Linked DNA regions of Drosophila melanogaster: region 2 is linked to region 1. A link is a contact called in public Hi-C data. All regions are on one chromosome and are shown on one strand. The core of a region is the stretch at or near the end of the contact, and the rest is flanking DNA. Distances in the headings are between cores, read along the strand shown.

What was found. A called contact is a pair of places that touch in the nucleus more often than the background predicts.
Region 2: a Hi-C map of the Kc167 cell line shows a contact between it and region 1, with 3 times the contacts expected there. A contact is called at or near these places in 23 of 107 Hi-C or Micro-C datasets (the Clone 8 cell line, the D17-c3 cell line, the Kc167 cell line and 8 more) and 3 of 7 datasets of targeted methods (the Kc167 cell line and the S2 cell line).

The regions. Positions count from the first base shown.
Region 1 is chr3L:17,349,524-17,353,910 of dm6, forward strand. It overlaps CG7692, which reads left to right and starts at 2,299. Exons shown (of 7, transcript NM_001316448.1): 1 at 2,299-3,056; 2 at 3,609-3,721; 3 at 3,788-4,214; 4 at 4,270-4,387. The coding sequence starts at 3,635. Mip (Myoinhibiting peptide precursor) reads right to left here and starts at 143. Exons shown (of 2, transcript NM_140714.4): 1 at 1-143.
Region 2 is chr3L:17,423,594-17,427,653 of dm6, forward strand. Sec3 (Secretory 3) reads right to left here and starts at 1,624. Exons shown (of 6, transcript NM_140719.4): 1 at 853-1,624; 2 at 567-794; 3 at 59-508. The coding sequence starts at 1,506. COX7B (Cytochrome c oxidase subunit 7B) reads left to right here and starts at 1,884. Exons shown (of 4, transcript NM_144156.4): 1 at 1,884-1,924; 2 at 1,986-2,047; 3 at 2,317-2,486; 4 at 2,546-2,689. The coding sequence starts at 2,002. The coding sequence ends at 2,602. Polr3G (RNA polymerase III subunit G) reads right to left here and starts at 3,537. Exons shown (of 3, transcript NM_176344.2): 1 at 3,333-3,537; 2 at 3,135-3,263; 3 at 2,693-3,077. The coding sequence starts at 3,476. The coding sequence ends at 2,715. Gorab (Golgin, RAB6 interacting) reads right to left here. Exons shown (of 3, transcript NM_176345.3): 3 at 3,712-4,060. The coding sequence ends at 3,995.

The sequences.
Region 1 (4,387 bases), core at 1,049-3,548:
TGAATTTACGGGCACGAGTGCAATTCAATTATAGCGCTCTCACTTGACCGGTGTGAAACAGATTTCGAGGAGCGTGGCAACTGGATGTCCTGTCCTGGCTGTTGGCTGTGCGCAAACCTGTTGATCAACTGCTAATGATACGCAGCCCGGCGCGGCGGTCGCTTATAAATCAAAACGGAAGCGAATCGACGCCCGAACGGCCATCCATGTGTCCACGAAGGGTGCTTCGTTTAGGTGTGTGTGTGTGTGTGTGTGTGTGGACAGGAATGCCGGCTGCGCACGCACACAATGGCAGGGGGATATGGATATCCGCTTGTCGACTGTCGTTTGTGCAACGGAAGTGGCCGAAAAGTGTGTTGCCTACTTAGCGGGGTACGTGTTAGTATAAGTGTAAGTGTAAGCGAGCGTAATGTGTGTGTGCGTGTGTGTGTGTGGGTGAGTGAGGAGAAACCCCAAGTTTAGGGCACACATGCGCGATTGTTTGCTCTGACTCCCACCATCCGACAATGGCGGAGACCATTGTCGATCCCCTGGGGAAACCGAGCCTTGTACTCATTCAAATTCAGGTACACGCACTCCTTGGGGCATTTAAAATTAAACACTCCGCACACTTACAATGGAGCAAATGGAACGACTGACGACAGCATATTGCATATTGCATTTCTTTGTCACCGGGTGGCAATTGACCAAACACAAATACGATTCTCGCCACTTACCAACCACCGATGTACCTATGCCCACAGCTCCATCCTGAATGCGACTCCACAGCAGGATGCTTAGGATCCGGAGGAGAACCCTTTTAGTGCTTCATGAATATTTATGGCGACACAGCGCCTCCTTCGTTTTGTTGCTAAAAAACGAAGGATAAAAAGAGCTTCTTCAATTACAACTGACGTCCCAAAGATGTCAAGTGGGAGTGTGTGTTGCGCTGTGTGGTGTTGTGTTGTGTGTGTGTGTGTGTGTGTGCGTTGCAGCGTATCGCTTTCTATGCGGGCACATCAACAGGTTTTCATTTGTGGCCATTTGATGGGACGCCGAATAAACGATGATGGGAATATTTATGACACTCCTCTGCCGGTGCGTATAATGAATGGGCCATGGGACCCCACCCGCACCCGCACCATTGGAGCGCTGCAGAGTTCGTCCATCCAGGAGATAAGCTACGTAGTTACTAATTGATTTGGCCACTGATAAATCGCTGCCGACTCTCAACGCCGATGACAGCTACATGTGTCCGTTCCTCCGCAGCACTAATAAAAAACTTGATCGATTATGACGCTCTTTAGCGAGAAAATCAAATGTTTATAGATGATGGAATGTGCTTATTTAGAAATGAAAAAGTATTAATTATACCGTAGAAAAGGACATTCATAAGGTAATACACGAAGATTGGATGTTGGTTGCAAATTAAATTGAACAATACATATCTGTTATTAAAGTAATATTATTTCTTTTAATATTTACCTTTTATATTATCCATGCTGAAAGGGATTTTTCTCAGTGCACTTGATGGTAAGTGAATTGCAGCAGGAGCAACAGAAGCAACAGACGCCCAAACGATTGTAAATCATTTCCATTTACGTGTCTGGCCTAATTGCAGGCATCCGACGGAGACCTTTGAGCGATCCATTTGGATACGTCACCACTAATGTTTCATTTGCATGGTGACAAAGTGAATTAAATGGGTTCGCCTTAAAGGCGGAACTTTGGCCGTACAATGGGAGAATGCAGCGAAGCCCCGCCCTGACCAAACGCCTTTTCCGTTCTCCTGGACGCCACATTTGTGTGGGAATCCCTCGGTGCTTCCATTGTGAAGATGATGTAGCTGGCGCTGTTGGCAGCTAATAATAATTTGTTTGCACTTTGCATATGCCATCTGGACAACAAAGGCCGGGGCAGCCAGGACATTCGCAAGACATGGGGAACACAATGTCCCGGGGTCAAGGCAAACGTGCTTCAGAACTCTTATGTCCGTGCAAGAAATCACTGCGTTGGAATAGTGGGTGTATTGGAGTACTTATTGGTTTCGAATTTCTAAGCAAGCCAAATTTCTCATAACACATGTGCATTTATTTTTCGTGTTTTATAAGTCAGGCCAAATTCCCTTGAAAAATCATTATAACAATTATTTTTCTACATATTAAGTGATGGTAATTTTGAAAGATTTCAATGTCGCACCTTAAGATGTCTTTATGTGCTTCTCAAGACTGTATATCGATAGGCTTATATGTTAATTGCTTGTCATTTCAATAATTATCGCGTCACTTCAATAAGAAAATTGGTTAGTTGCGTTTCATTCTCGTCGAAGTTCACCAGTTCCAATTTAAATACAAAATCATTTGTCAGTCCGGTATTGTAGTGAATAATTTGCGATTGCACTTAATGTTTAACCAATAGCCTAAAGCATCAGATCAATATTGATACAATTCCCAGAGTTTTTTTCCGACTTTTTGCTGCTTCAGTCCGGTTGCACATTGCCATCCTAGTGGCCGCATCGTGGTGCTTGTAGCTCCCATGTTGCTGCTTCGAATTCCTTCAAAAATTCGCTCCTGGCAGTTCAGATGTGGCAATTGATGATAAAAGTGGTTTGGCGACGGCATCTAAACTTTTGCTGCTCTGCGCGTTGTGAACAATTTCTTTTTCCGCAGTAGTCTAGGTTATGTTCTATCAGGGCCTACAAATGTGCTCGTCGCACGTGCATTCATAGGTGGTCCCAGCTTTCAAGATGGCAAATAATTTGGCAAATCTTCCAAAATGTCCTGTTCATGAATCGAATGTTGTACATATCTGAGTGGTTTCATAATTAACAAGTTAATTACATTTTAGCTGTTTCATTACTTTTATACAAAATCAATTTCATAACTGAGTATTTAATTATTTTATAGATGAACACGTGTTCAGTTTTTGTTGGTAGTCAACCAAGCAGTTAATATACATATAAAAAATCCGCGTGTTTTCGCCCGGGTAAGTTTTCGTCGCGTTTTTCGTGTTTTTAGAAAGTTTCCAGAAATTTCGATCTTCGAGAGGAATGCGAGGTCTGTTGAAAGGGACTTAAGGTAAGTTTAACAAAAGGAAGCTGGTTTCCTTTTCCTAACATAGTATCAGGACAATTTCTATATGTACAAATGCAAAGAAACGGATTTCAACTATGGAATATTTACTACGTTAGAATTTTTATTACATTGAAAAATTTGTAATATCATACGTTTATACGTATGTATGTACGTTGATCATACTTATACGATAATATAAAAAAATTAAAATAAAGTCAACCATAGGAATAAATATCGATTATATATATAGCTAAAAAAAAATTCCATTCCTTATTGCATTTACAAAGTGCATATATTTTTGTTGTATTTTTTTCAAATGTATTGTTCAATTACTTTTGCCTGCGAGATAAATTTAAGTTGGCAACAATGGCCCTAGCGAGTTCACCTTCCCCATTCAGCAATTACAGCTAGTCTCGTGGTTTAGCGAGTACATGAACCTCGAGATAGCGCTGCCACTATGTTTAAAACCATCCACTTACGGTAATCGGCGTCAGCTGTTGCAAGCTAAATAAAACTAAGTACAAGCCGGCTGAAAAACAAATCGACTTTTCGCAGGATTGTCATGAATTAGGTACTGCGGAATGGATCTAATATTTTCTCAGGATGTGCACGATGCAGAAAAGTTCCTGGATTGTGCGGAGAAACTGGAGTACGATGAGTTCTCGGCGGTAAGGACACGCTTTGGACATATATCCTGAACTCCCTGTTTTAATGGCTTAAATCTTGATCTACAGAAAATGTTTGTATTCTGCAATGCGCACAGCGATGTGGATGTGTTTGAGCTAATGGGCAATGACCGGTTGTCGCAGTTAATCTACGGATGGGAGGTGTGCCATCTGCCCACCAGGGATTCCGAGTCCTTAAAGGACCCAGCGCTGCGTCACATGGTGCGGGTTTTAGCGCACCACTCGCTGCTGATTTGGTTTAGCCAGGAGTGGAAGACCTGCTCCGAAGGCCTTAAGCAACTATTGCTCTACAGCCTCACCAAAGCGGTGCCGTCGTTCTACCAGATTGGTGAACTGGCCAATTTCAACTGGTCGTACGTTCTGCAGTTCCAGACAAGGCCCTGGAGCCTGCCCTACCTGCAGCAGCTATTCCTTAACCTGAAGCTGAACAAACACCACGCCATCGAGCACCCAGTTCCTGCGGCATCAGGAGAAGGCAAGCAATTACTATTTTTCCCGAAGGATTTATCTAATCATAGTCAATTTCTTAGAAGTTGCTTTCCTGATACAGGAAGGGATATCTCTGGCCCTGCTGCGGCTAATACAGCTCTTTAATGCCGGCAACTTTGAGGCCGTGAAACAGCTGGCGCTTCGGATGCTGGCTGCTTG
Region 2 (4,060 bases), core at 374-2,873, 73 kb after region 1:
GAAGTGATCGAGATTAGCTTAGATTACAAACTATTACATTTCCATGTTCATGTCTTACCAAATTGAAGAAGTTCCTCACATCCCTGTCATAGATCTTGCTCAGCGATGCTGTGTACACACGCATTAGACCATCGTAGGTCTTCCGATCCATGGCTTTTGTCCAGTGCATCAGCTCAGTATAAGGCGTCAGTTCCCGATGGACGTTGGAATGGTTAGGCAGCGTAAGTTCAGTGCTAGTCACCTGCATGTCTCCTATTTCATTGCCCAGGTGGATGAAGAGGTTGTTCATAAACCGACTGACCGTGGCAGAGAATTTTTGTTTCCACTTTTCAAAGCGCTTGCGTTGGTCCTGCACCGCCTCCAAACGCAGCAGAGCAGGATCTATATCGCTGTTCATTGCCTGTTGCAGGCACTGAGCAGCTGCAATGGCTGCTTTGCGTCCATTGGCGGTCTTTAAATCGGGTTCATCCAGAGCCTGCTGCTGGCTGTGCGGCAGATCCAGTTGACTCTGCAGAAGTAGCAGAATTATTAAACAGTATAAAATTGAGTACACTAAGAATACGCACTATGACTTTGTTGAGCTCCTTCATAAGCTTGATATTGTTATTGTTGGCAATTTCGATCATGGCATTTTTGCCTCCAATTTTCTCCATGGTTTCCTTGACATGCCCCAGAATGTCCTCGTAGCTATCAAGACGGTTTTCAAACTTATCCGCCTCGGAGATAGCATTGTCGATGTGTTCCATCATTTTCAGAACCTTCTGTTCCGAGGCAAGTACACTTTGCATATTGGCCTGCGAGATAAGAAATTATGAGTAATGTATACACGGTGGACAAGCCCAATTTACTAACCCCATCCAAATCGTGGAGCTCACGCGACAGCTGCTCTATGAACTGCTCAGCATCTTTAATGGCGAAGTCGCACTCGGAGAAAAGTTTGCCCAGCTCATTGGCCTCTTTGTCCGTCAGAGCGGTAAACTCCTGGGCCTCCTCCTCTTCGTCCTCCTCGTCGTCCATGTGTTGCGTCTTCTGAACCGCTCTGCCCAATGCCACCTTTTCCGGCGACTTCTCCGACAACCACGCTGCGGGCACATTCCGGAATTCCGCCCGCTGGCCACGCACGCTTTTTTGGATTTGGCGATTGAGCACGGCCAGAAAGTTTTGGCGCTCGTGAGGGTTAAGGGCGTACCATTTGTACAGCTTTTCCAACTGCAGATCGAACTCGTGCGTCTCGAACTGCTCGTTCCGGCCGTCAACCCACTTAATCTCGTCCAGCTGCCAGCTCCGCTTGCGCTTGTATTCGCCCTCGCGCTGCTCCGACTGTTTGATCAGGCACAAAGTGACCACGGGTACCGGTGGCGCCGTGGTGACAACGCAAAGGTAGCACGGCTTCTTGTCCTTCTTCTTGACCACCGTCACCACAGAAAGGAGGCGTTCTCCGGAGGCCAAGAAGAGTTCCTTCTGCAGCGTGTGCTTGATGTTGGCCATAGCGCCAATGGACAGCATGGCTGGGTATATCTTCGGGATGCACTGGTCTCGAATAAAGTCCTTTCAAGAATCAACAACTGGCCAGTTGTTTGCACTTGCAATTAGCAATTGGAGAACGCCTCCGCACCAACAGCTGATTTAACAGAGCTTCTGCAGAGGCGTTTACAGACTATCGGTTGGGGATGAGCGCATTGCGTGAGTGTTCTTTACGTGGTTAAAAGTCACATAGCAAAAATATGCTAAGACTACAGAAACCAATTAAAATGTATTAAATCATATTGTTATTTAAACATTTCAGTATAATAGATACATTGAAGGTTTCATCGCATCGTAGGTAATAACAAGTATGCAGCTCGTGATCTCATCCCAACTGTAGGGTAGATATTATTCTATAACAACACAACGGTCACACTGTTCAACACAAGGTAATCTTCGGGTGAGTTATAATGCGAAAAAGTATTGGCAGTGAAAATAAACCCATATTTACCCATTTCCAGCTACTTTCGAGCAATCATGTTGGTTAAGCACATTGTCAAGCAGGGGCTTCTGCTCAAGAACGGTGAGTTGGAGTGGCCCAACACCTCTTTTCAGCAAAACTGCTAACCTTAAAAATTACATAATGTGGATAAGCAAAGGGAGAAACTTCAAGGAACTGCGAAGGAATGGTTCACCCACCAATCTTCAGCATAGCCATGGATATTATCAGAATTAGCCAAACAGATATCGGAAGAAACTTGGATGAGATCATTAACCAAGTTGCATTTCGTTGGGATTACCCCCTTTTTAAAACCAATCACTTGAATATTCTTTCTTGTTCTCTCATTTCAGCTGGCGCTTTGTCGCGTGCCGCTTACCACGGTGGACATGGTCCCCACTCCACCATGAACGATCTGCCCGTGCCCGCTGGAGACTGGAAGGAGCAGCACAGCCAGAAGAACGCCAAGTACAATGCCGCGCTCATCACTGGCATTCTCGTCCTGGCCGGCACTATTGGATTCGTAAGTGGCTGCCATATTCCTTCCATCCCATATCGGTCTTATTGAAATACGCTTTGCAGGTGAAATCTTCTGGTATCATCCACTTCAACTACTACGCGCCCAAGAGCCTGGACTAAGCCAGCGTTCCCTTACGTGTAAATTAATCCAACATTTGTGTTAAATAAGCTTAAAGTGGCGACATAGTAAATCACAGATCCGAAAGTAATCAGTTCGATGGTTTTATTTGTCTCAGTAAACGGGACCATCGTCCAAGTTGTCGTCCTCATCATTGAAGGCTTCTCCATTATCAAAGTACGTTGCACCGTAGTCGTTGTCCTCGTCCATCTCATCATCCAACGCCGCCTCCGGATCTTCCTCCTCCTCCTGTTCGGAATCGGACTCTTGTTTGTTCTCGTCCTGCTCACCGCCACCTGATTTCAGTTCTTTCTGCTCCAGAACCTTCAGTCTGTCCTCGATGTTTGTCTTCTTGGTCAGCAGATTCGGCCTTGCATCTGCTCCACGACGTTTTCGACTGGAGATGTTTAGCTCTTGGGGCATGGCTTTGTAGTTAAAATCGGGTTGTGCTGTGAGCTTCATGCGCTCCATGGCTTTCTGGGGGTGTAAAAGCAGGATTATAAGCAGCTAATTTAAAATAGCCAGTATTATTACTTCTCGCCAGTCCTTGTGATCAAGGTTTTTTGCGTCCCGACTGGCGGAGATCATGTAATAGGGGGAATCTCGCATTCGGTTCAGAAAGTCCTCCTTCCACAGGAGCTGATAGTTCTGTGTGGCTGTTGTCTATCGAAGTAAAACAGGTAAAAAGTTGATCGATGTTTTTTAAACTAATGTAAATGGATTTGTACCCACTTCTAGGGTAGTGGGTCTGTTCAAAACAGGCGGAAATGTAGGTGGCGGCGCCGTCTGCACCGGCATATCCTTTGTGCATCCCAACATGGCCATTTGCTCCGCCGTGAGGGTGCCTGTCTTGCCGCCCCTTCCGCGGCCTGCCATTATAAATGCTTAATTTATTGTATTCTGTTTAGAAACACTTATTTCCGATTGTATTGTTCAGCTTGCACGTTTATTAAACTCTGAAAACGATCAGCTGTTGCCGCAGCTAACGGTGTTGCCACATAGTCAAAGCCAAACAATAACATTATTGAAGAATGTTCGCTTTTTAATACCCTTATTTTTATTTAGGTCGCAGTTCCAACTACTCAGTTTCAGTAATTACACTTTAATTTTACACATAACATATACATATTTTATTTGCAATTTGCACTTCATCACTTAGGCTATGAACATTAATTACATGCTAATATTAGAGCGCATTCGACATATTTCAGGCGTGTTTTATGTTTACAATTCCAATACAATATAGCCGATGGAAAATTAGTACATAATTTTCCAATTTAAAAAATATAATATTTCAGGGAGCAACAAATTGATACTTTTGGTCAAGTTAAGCAAACACCGCTGAAAATTCGAATTAAAGATGATTTGAAGTTGAATTTACACGTGTTACGTGTTTAGGGGCTTTGTTGAGTTAAATCAATCGGTTGGCAATCATCGGTTGGCGACAGACCCACTTTCTG